3 separate regions of the Mus musculus genome follow, and all the other regions are linked to region 2. The links are chromatin contacts, called in public Micro-C maps. All regions are on one chromosome and are shown on one strand. Each heading gives the region's core, a stretch centred on a gene start, on an enhancer-like site or on the middle of the called end of the contact. The rest is flanking DNA. Distances are from core to core; before and after follow the strand shown.

What was found. Hi-C and Micro-C count contacts between places; a contact is called where the count stands out from the background.
Region 1: a contact with region 2 is called in a Micro-C map of embryonic stem cells, with 4 times the contacts expected there. The contact joins the promoter of A930011G23Rik here to the promoter of Prkg2 in region 2. A contact is called at or near these places in 3 of 39 promoter capture datasets (hippocampal neurons and liver) and 5 of 484 Hi-C or Micro-C datasets (all in embryonic stem cells).
Region 3: a Micro-C map of embryonic stem cells shows a contact between it and region 2, with 5 times the contacts expected there. The contact joins the promoter of Fgf5 here to the promoter of Prkg2 in region 2. A contact is called at or near these places in 2 of 39 promoter capture datasets (embryonic stem cells and hippocampal neurons) and 3 of 484 Hi-C or Micro-C datasets (all in embryonic stem cells).

The regions. Positions count from the first base shown.
Region 1 is chr5:99,727,259-99,730,321 of GRCm38.p6, reverse strand. It overlaps A930011G23Rik (RIKEN cDNA A930011G23 gene), which reads left to right and starts at 1,262. Exons shown (of 4, transcript NR_030692.1): 1 at 1,262-1,578.
Region 2 is chr5:99,035,674-99,038,675 of GRCm38.p6, reverse strand. Prkg2 (protein kinase, cGMP-dependent, type II) reads left to right here and starts at 1,597. Exons shown (of 19, transcript NM_008926.4): 1 at 1,597-1,753.
Region 3 is chr5:98,252,865-98,255,909 of GRCm38.p6, reverse strand. It overlaps Fgf5 (fibroblast growth factor 5), which reads right to left and starts at 1,726. Exons shown (of 3, transcript NM_010203.5): 1 at 1,150-1,726. The coding sequence starts at 1,498.

The DNA.
Region 1 (3,063 bases), core at 13-2,512, 690 kb before region 2:
AGTTGAAAGTGCTGGTGGATCAACAAGCCAATTCCAGTATTTTAAAAGATTCATCCTTGTACTTCTGTTATGCCAGTGAGAGTTGTGGATTGACAGAAAAGTCTAGCCTCACATATTCACCACTTTGCACCCAAATGTCCATTTTCTAGTCACCCCAGCCAGTAAGCATCTACAGTCTGGTCACTGTTGCCCCAGGGTCCCGAAAAGAGCTTGAGAACCAAAGACTTTCCTGGTCTAGTACTTTTATATAAAATCAGGGGACTTAACTTTTTTACTCAAGGGCCCCTGTTGTCCTTTCTGAACCTCTGACATTGGCACAGTTGGGCAGTGTTTTTTTTTTTTTTTTTTTTTTTTTTTTTTTTTTTTTCTTTTCCAAACCACAGCCTGACACCACGTGCAGAGGAGTCTGGGAGTAACTAATGATGGAGCAGATGCTGAAGTATCCCCGCACTTATTGCAGCTCAGGACTTCTCATTTTAAACAAGCTTCAGAGACCACCCATAGTACACTAAGTGAGAGCCACAGCTGTGAGCAGTAAAACTAGACCGAGTGCAATGCTGGCCCCGTGTCTTGAGTCAAAGAGAATTCTGCCAGGTCCAGTTCTTGGACCGCACAACAGGCCGCATCTGCGTGTGTGTCGCAGTGTTCAGGTTCCAGCCTTGCCCATCCTGGGCCGTCCTGGCTGGGAGGCAGGCCAAGGAGAGAGCGATCGCCCTCTCCTCCTCTTTAGTGTTTACTGGTGCAGATCCCACCCAGTGTCAGGGGCTCACGTGTGGCAGGAGCAGGGTTCTTAATCCTGGGTTTGGAACCACCTCCTTTCCTACTGGAAGGGTGGGGCTGGCACGTGCCATTGGGGAGCCCTTGCGGGTAGCTCGAGTTCTGTCGTGGTAACTCGCCAAATGTCTGTGGACCTGGGCTCCCTCCTCTCCCACCTGCATTGTCGCAAATCGGGCAGAAACTAGGGAAGTGGGTCACCTGGGTGAACAGCCCCTCCCGCCTTGGCCGCTAGCTCTCAGCGTGCCCCCCCCGCCTCCCCCCCACCCCCCCCCACCCCCCCCCCCGGTCGCCGGCTTAGGCTCTCACTTGAGGCGTCGCCTGCACTCTACCCTTGGGCGGGCTGGGCTGTCGCTGCTCTGAGCTCCCCGCCGCCCTTGCCCCAGCGCCGCCGCAGGTCGTGCGCCGTTGGCCCTCCCGACACCCCCTCGGCGGGGCCCTTCCCTTTACTACGGCGCTAGTGACATTCAGCTGGTGAGGCTAACGCAGCCCGGGCTCCCGCAGCGCGGAGGCAGGGGCGCCCGCGGCTGTCTGCTCCTCTCACCCGGGCACCTCCCGAGTGGCAGCGACGAGCTCCCTGCAGGCCCAGAGACCCCCGACGGGACGACCTTGGCGGGCGGATCCCCGCCCCCACCCGGGTCCACGAGCTTGGGTCCGCCCTGCCCACCCCAGCTCTGGCACGGGTCGAGGACAGAGGCGGCGAGCGCGAGGGGGACCCTGCCTCCCTGCTCGTATATGGCAAAGTTTCTCGCGGCGCTCCTGGGCTGCACGCTGCCGAGCAAGGGCGCCTCTCCCGTGCTGGAGGTAGGTAGAGGGTGTGTCCTGCAGAGGTGGCTGTGGGCGACAGCTAACAGTCCTGACCCGCCCCTAGGGTCCCCACCACTTGGCAAGTGCGCCTCACCTGGAGGACTTCTGGGGCGGGGCCGGGGAAGGGGAGATGGAAGCCGCCGGGCTTGAATTCTGGTCTCCCCAGACCGCGTTGCGTGTTTTGTTTTTTTTTTTTCTCTTTCCTAGTTGATAGGTGAACATGTTTGTGAATCGCGAGTTTTGCGAGTTATCCCTTGCCTAACAAGCCAGGCACATTTGAAGATGAGCTGTTGCCTGCTCATCCTTCCGCTGTCTACCATGGCTAGCCTAAATGATTAGCAGAAACAATCTGTCAGTCAACAAGGTTCCCACTGTCGTGCTTGCTCTAACCACTCCCTTCCCCCAACCTCCAGCGAGGCGATAAACTCCGTATAAGTTAACTCGTTTCTTCTGGTGGGAGGTACGCCGGGGAAGGGGAGGGGTGTGAGGTGAGACTAACCACATCGCGCCTTCTGAAGGCAGGCACACCTAATTGCTCACACCTCCCCGAGGTAGCAGCGACCCTGCTGCAAGCGGCTTTGCTAGCAGCTGGCTGACTGGCTGGCTGATCCTCTGGGGAAATGGCAGCATCAGCGTTTAATATGAGACCCATATGGGCCACTCAGTACGGACAGTTCTGGGTTGTATGACCCTTCACACTCTACAGTCAGAACAGAGTACCCACTGTCTCTTACCTCGCCCCCCTCAATCCCCCGCCCTCTCCTACAGACTACCTGACAAGCAGGTCAGGACCAGAGGGCTGACTCTGGCCATGTCAACTAGCCTTGCCACCACCACTGTCTCATAACCATCCTGGCAGTCTGAGGTTTCCCTGAGCTGCCTTGGCCTTCAGTCGGCAGTTTCCAGGCTGGCAGAGATATAGACATGGGTTTCTTCTCTCAGTCATGCAGTGGGTTCCTTCAGCAAGGAATTGTTTAGGACCTAAACTCTTAGAGCCTTCCTCAGCTGCCTCTTGGACGCCCTTCACCATTGCTATCCTAGGTTTTTTTTTGTTTTTGTTTTTTTGTTTTTGTTTTATCCGAAGTCACGTGGAACTATTTCCTGTGATTTTACAGCTCAAGTGGTCCAGGCCATAATCTGCTATGGGACAGCAAGTATTTACTTATTTGTAAGCAGGGAGATTCCAGTGGTGAGTGGTAAGCAGGAGTTTGGGGATAGGAGTGTAGAGCGGGCAAAGACAGATGGAAATGCCTGCTCTGGTGAAAGCTGAGACCTAAAGGCTGAAGAGCCCAGACAGGCAAGGTTTTCCAGGTTTGCAGCCACGGCCTTAGCCATCTCCCTCCCTCGCAGTCTTTTAGAGGGCACGTTAGGCAGCCACATGGTAGGAGGCTGAGCTGGAGACAAGTGGTGCCCCTTATCAACTGTGCTCGCTCACTTTTCCTCTTCCTCGGGGCTGGGGATTTTGTTATAAGATTCCCAAAG
Region 2 (3,002 bases), core at 348-2,847:
CAGGAAAGTAGACTTGTAAGAACTTCTATCTGGTCACTAGGCAGGGGTGGGATCCCATGTTTCTATTCAACGCTAGTTTTGCGCCACTGCCTATCTCCATCAGTGGGTTTCAAGCTTTTACCTCAATGGACAGAGAGTACCATTGCATAGTTGACTTAGTGGACCACAGGATTTAGTAAACACATTTACTATGCGTTTTGTATTCTTAAAAAAAAAAAGTAGCTCTGACTCAGTGTGTCAAGTCTGACCAAGTTCTTACCATGACTTTTAGATATTTTCCTATGGATTCTTCCATTTCTTTGGAGTTCTTCATCTCACCATCTCTGGTTAGCCAACGTGAAATGTACGGATTTGAGAAAAAGTACCTGGCCTTAATTTTGTCCAGTTAATAGAAAAACAAACAACCGCTCTTCGTCCTCTGAGGCTTAATGAACCCATTCAACAAGTGTACACAGGCCTCATTCTATGTGGGGTTATGTATGTAATAGTGCATGCTGGAGTTGCAGGAAACCCCGTGGCCTACCGGATGTTTGATACCCCTAGGGAGTCGCGGTCTCACGTTCTCTGGATACAAACTGAAGAATAGACCCTCACTGTACCTCTCACTGTGCAGAGAAACTGCCCTTGTCCTTGTGAATCTGCCACAGACATTCCTCTGGGAGGATGAAGAAACAGGAACTCACTACGGGAGAGCACACTACCAGAGCATAGCATACTGCGGTGGGCGAGTATATCCATTTATATTTAGAAAAACCATAACGCACACCTCGGAATACTGTGTCTAAAAGGCCACAGGAGAGTATTAAATTACCTGCTTGAATAACCAAGAGAGGCTCATGCTAAAGTCTCACAGAATCAGGAGGTATTAATTCCTGTCCCTTGAAACTCGGTTTAGCCACTGTCCCCAGCATGCATCACATTCAGTGAACTGACTAGATGCGAGTTAAGGTTCCAGAGTCCTAGAAGAGCACGCGGGCCAAGCAGCCCTTGGGTCACGTGTCATGTAGAAGGGCACCTCTGTGACACCAGAGAGCATGGCCAGGGTGTGTGCGCCTGTCCCTTTGCGCTCTGGAAGGGAAGGCAGAATGGAGAGAGACCCAGCAAGGGAGAGCAAGAGCCCACAGTGAAGCAGGCTGGAGGCACAAGGGTGGGGAGGGAAGGCGATGATGAATACCCCCCTCAACTTTCCTCTCCCTCGGCCCACACACTTGAAATAAAAATAATAACACAACCAACCACCCGCTTGCATCCACGATGTTATCGCCCTACTTAAGTTGCCTCACGCCGGAGGTTCGGGGTATAAAGTGCAGACTGTCGCCGTCGCCGCAGGCCGGCTCCGGAGTACAGGTTCGCGCCGGCGCGGGTGACCCCACCTTCAAGGAAGCGGGCTCCGGGCTCTCCCACGCCACGCCGGGCTGACCCCCGCCCTCCTCCGTCCCTCCTCTCCGCTGAGCTCCCTCCTCCCTCCGGCGCGCCTCCTTCTCGCGGCGGCCCCCGCAGAGCAGCCAGGCGGCAGCACCCACGTCGCCGCAGCTCCCTCCCGCAGCGCGCCCGCCGCGTCCCGGCTCCCACGCAGCGCGAGCGGCGGCGCCCGCCAGCAGCCCGGACCCGGCACAGTGCGCACGGCGCGGCGGGGCAGAGCTGAGCTGAGCCCGGCCGGGGCCGCAGAGGGGCGGCGTGGCGGAGGACGCCAAGACGCTGCGGCCGCGCGGAGGGGACGAGCTGCGCACCTGGAAAGTTACCCGGCGGCCTGGTGAGGCTGGGGGGCTCGGGCACCCGTGGGGCTCGCGACCAGGGACGGGAGTGGGGACACGCGGGTGCCACTGGGCGTGCGTTGCGCGGTGGGCACTTCTCCCACACCCAGCCCGTCTCTCTTGCTGCTTGCATGCGGACATGTGGACGCGTTTCCTTCTCTCCTTGTGGCGAGGGTGGCTCCATACAGCAGTTGGGTTTAGAGCGCAGTGTGGCTGCAGCGTCCTTTGGGCTCTTCTGGGGCTGGGGGCTCAGGGGCGCTGTCACGGTGTGCCGTCCTGGCTTAGTTCTCCAATGTCTGAATAGCTGATTGGGCACACAAGACTCCTGCAAGGACTTTTACAAGTGCTTGTAAACTTGTTTGGGTGTCTTCTTGTCACTCAGCACCCCGAGGCGCTTGCACAGTTCTGCACATCTTCGTGAAGAAGCAAAGAGAGCAAAGAAACGCTAAGCAAAGAGCCACTTTGGAAATGAGAGAGAGAGAAAAAAAGAAATAGGTTTCAAGTGTAAGTAGGAGAGCTGAGCACGTAGGCAGAGCAGGGAGGCCAGAGCTGAGAACAGAACCAGCTCAGCGGCCCATGAGAAAGGATGACCCTAGCTTTTAGCATGCTTGTTTCCAAAGTTCAATAGGAAAGGGGCTTTTATTTTCCTTAAAGAGAATGCAACATCCACCTGCTCCCTGCCACACCCCCATACGCACAAGCGCCTTAGAAACCGTTTCTCATCTTTGCAAGTTTCTATTTAGCTCACAAAGAAGGCGATCATCCCACAGAGTAGACAACAGCTGCTACTCAGGCTCCTGTTGCGTTTTGCACACCGGGCTAGTGAGGTGATGAAGTGAAGAATTCCCTCTGAAAAACTAGACTGGACTCTCCTTCGCAACAGGCCGTAACTAAGAATAAACAAATTGCAAAGGTGGTACCTGTGAACCCAGCTTTTAACAGTCCTTGACTCTGGGCCTCTGTCTTCACAGGATGCAAGTGAGAATTCTCATCACAGGGAAAGAAGGCACATGCTGCCTGCCTGTTGGCCGAGCCCTGTAGTCTCCTGTTGTCTGATTTCTCCCTGTTTCCCAATTATCCCCTTTTCCTATGTTTTCATTTTCTCCAGTTTCCTCGGCTCGCTTTCTTGGGCTTATCAGTACTCTTATTTCTACTATTGTAAAAATTCTCTGCATACCTCTTTAATACCATCCAAACTCTGGCTTCAGCTCTTTCCATGGGACTTTTAAATGAGGACTTTTTTCTTCA
Region 3 (3,045 bases), core at 477-2,976, 780 kb after region 2:
TCTGAGCGGTCCCTGCTGTGGCTTTTATCTGGAGGACTGAGCCCTGCTGGAAACCCGACCTGAACCTAGTGAGAAAACTGCTTGCAGGATTACAGAGACAACTACAGTCCCATGCATGCACACAGCTCCAAACCTCCGCTCACCTCAGCAGCTTAGAGCAGCGAGGGGAGTGCGAGTGATTAACGTGGTGGTCCAGAAAAGCAGATGGAATGGAGAAAACGCGGGTGGGGGTGGAAGCGAAGAGGAAAGGAGAAAGAGAGAACTCAGAAAAATTTCAGGTTGGGTGGTTGATGTTTTTTTTTTTTAAGTTATGCTCAATTTACAACCATTTCCAACCTCATCTGTAATTCTTTTAAAATTAAGAACTTTACTCCATCTGTCCCTGGAAACCAAAGGTTAACATTGTCAGGGTCTCAGCCTACTAAATGTTGTTAAACTCAGCACCGGACTTAGTCATAATACTGTCTGTCCGGTTTTCCAGATCATGTTGCTTTCTTGCAAGCAGAACTTTGCCCTTCCAAAACGCATGTACACGTAAATTCTACGTAGACCTGTGTAGTTGGTGTGCGCGCGCGCTTATGTACGCATGTATGTATCTACATATGTATGTATTCGTGTGAAAGATACCTAAGCATTCGGAGTTACATAGAGATATTAATAAACAAACATAATATGGGATATATAGGATATTTGTAGTTGGAGAATGGAAGTACTCAGATGGGTTCTTTTCATAAACGTAAATTATGTACAGGGAATAGAGATATACTTAACGCTTAAAGAAAAATGCGGTTCTAGTTCATAAGTAGAAAGAAATTGTACCAGGAGAAAGATTGTTACTTCTTTCATTATTATTATTATTTTTTTTTCTTCTCCAGCTAGAGTGGGTGGCTAGTCTTTTCGGCCCGGGCATTCTGGAAAAGAGCTGCCTGTCTCACCTCGGTAACCTCACCTGGGCTTACCCATGCTTACTACCCAAGACAGAAGGGTGCGTCTGCTCGCTCTGAGTAGACGCATCTCCACGAAACCCTACCGGACTCTTTCCAGAACCAGCAGAGTCCCAGACGCTAGGGCTCCTAGAGGTGCCTGTGGCCCAAAGGAATCTTGACCGTCCCTCCCAGAACAGGTTTTGTTGGAGAGTGAGCAACTTACTTAACACACTGGCTTCGTGGGAGCCATTGACTTTGCCATCCGGGTAGATCTGCAGATGGAAACCGATGCCCACTCTGCAGTACAGGCTGCCGGTCCGGCGCCCCGAAGGGCTCCACTGGAAACTGCTATGTTCCGAGCCGCTTCCTTGGCTGCCCGGAGAAGCTGCGACTGGTGAGGAGGCAGAAGACGAAGAAAACGTCGCGCTACTTCTGCCCCGGCTGCCGCTGGAGTCTCCCGGGTTCCTAGGAGGCGCGGGTTGCCCTTCGGGAGTGAGACGCTTCTCCCCGTGAGCCCAAGCGCTGTGGATCAGGTGGCTGCAGAAGATGAGGAAGAGCAAGGACAGGCTCATTCTTCCGGCCGCGGGGGTCCTAAGTGCATCTTGCAGGGCTGGCTCCGGGCTCCGTAGCCCCCGCGCGGCTGCGTGCCTCTGGCGCTGCCTCCCTCGCCGCACAGGGTGGACATAGCCTCGGGGAAGGGAGAGGGAGAGGGGGAGAGAGAGAGGCCACCCGAGCGGATCTCGGCGCTGGCACCGGGATATTTATAACGCCAGTGATCTCACTGCTCCGTGCACGCCTGCGAAGCTTCCCCTCACCCGCCGCTTTGTGTACTCACGGCCGGTACGGGGAGGGAGCGCCGCGGTCCCGGGGGCGGGGGTGTGAAGGAGGAGGGAGATGCGATCCCGGGAGTGGGAGGAGGTGTCTCGCCCTCAGAAGCTGCCCCCGGGACGCTGGCTGCGACCGTGCACGGGTCATGCAACCCAGCGGTTGTCAAGAGCCACCCAGTCACCCCACCCCCTGCCCGAGCCAGCGGCTCCGGAATCGGCTCCGCGCGCGCTGCTCTCCACGCAAGGGGCACGGACGGACGGCAACGTGGGCATGGGTTCCCGTCCTCTGTGGTCACATGTGTCCCAGCCAACTCACTCTTTACCCAGCACCCGCATTCCAGGTTGCTGGCCCCTGCCATCTGGAGCCTGGGAACCACTTTCCGAAGGGAACCAAAAACTGATTGGCAGCAGAACTTGGGAAGGTTTTGGGGTGGCCCAGGGTGGGAGAGAAGACTGGTTTCTCGCTGTTATTGATTTATTAAAGAACTAAGGTGTGCGTTTATTTCTCCACTAGAGAGCCACCCTGAATTGTTATGCCAGGTCTCAGGCTGCCCTCTAAGAAACTCTGTGGATGCACGACGTGTCCAGCTTTTTCTTCAGGAAAACCCATGTCTGTGTTGGAACAGGTGAACGCCCTCGAACATACACACACACACACACACACACACACACACACACACACACCAGACACACTTGAACTCCAGGCAAGGATGAATTGAGTCTGAACACCAGGACTGCCCAGTTGTCCTCTCTGACCCCATGATCCGTTGCCTGGAGGAGTTAGCCAACAGCTCTCTTCAACTTCCATTGACTGGAGGACCGACCCTAATGAATGATTAATGACAGGCCCCTGAATCTCAACCTAGGGAAACCTGAGAAGGAAGAATTTCCCCGTACGTAATGCTGGGGCTGTTATTTATCTGAGAAATATACCTGACTTGCATTCTTGGAATATTTCTGTCTGAAAACATATTTGAAACTTTAAACTACACTATGATATATCACTCATTGGTCACTTAAAATGAAAAGTCAATGAAGCCGCCCAATGGGGTCAACTCGCATCAATCATGCGAGATGTTAAGACATGACTTTATTAATTACTGAGTATCTGCTTCAGGCTTCCTATCTTCATAGTGAAAACCTATAAAACAGATGTAGATTTGTTTTCAGAATTGCAAATCTTCCGTGGATTGGGGACAAGGCAGCTGATAGCCAGTCACCTGATCAACACAGGAAATCGCCAAAGGGAGTAAAAGGAATATCCAACACAAAAGATTGTGACCTGAGGCTCG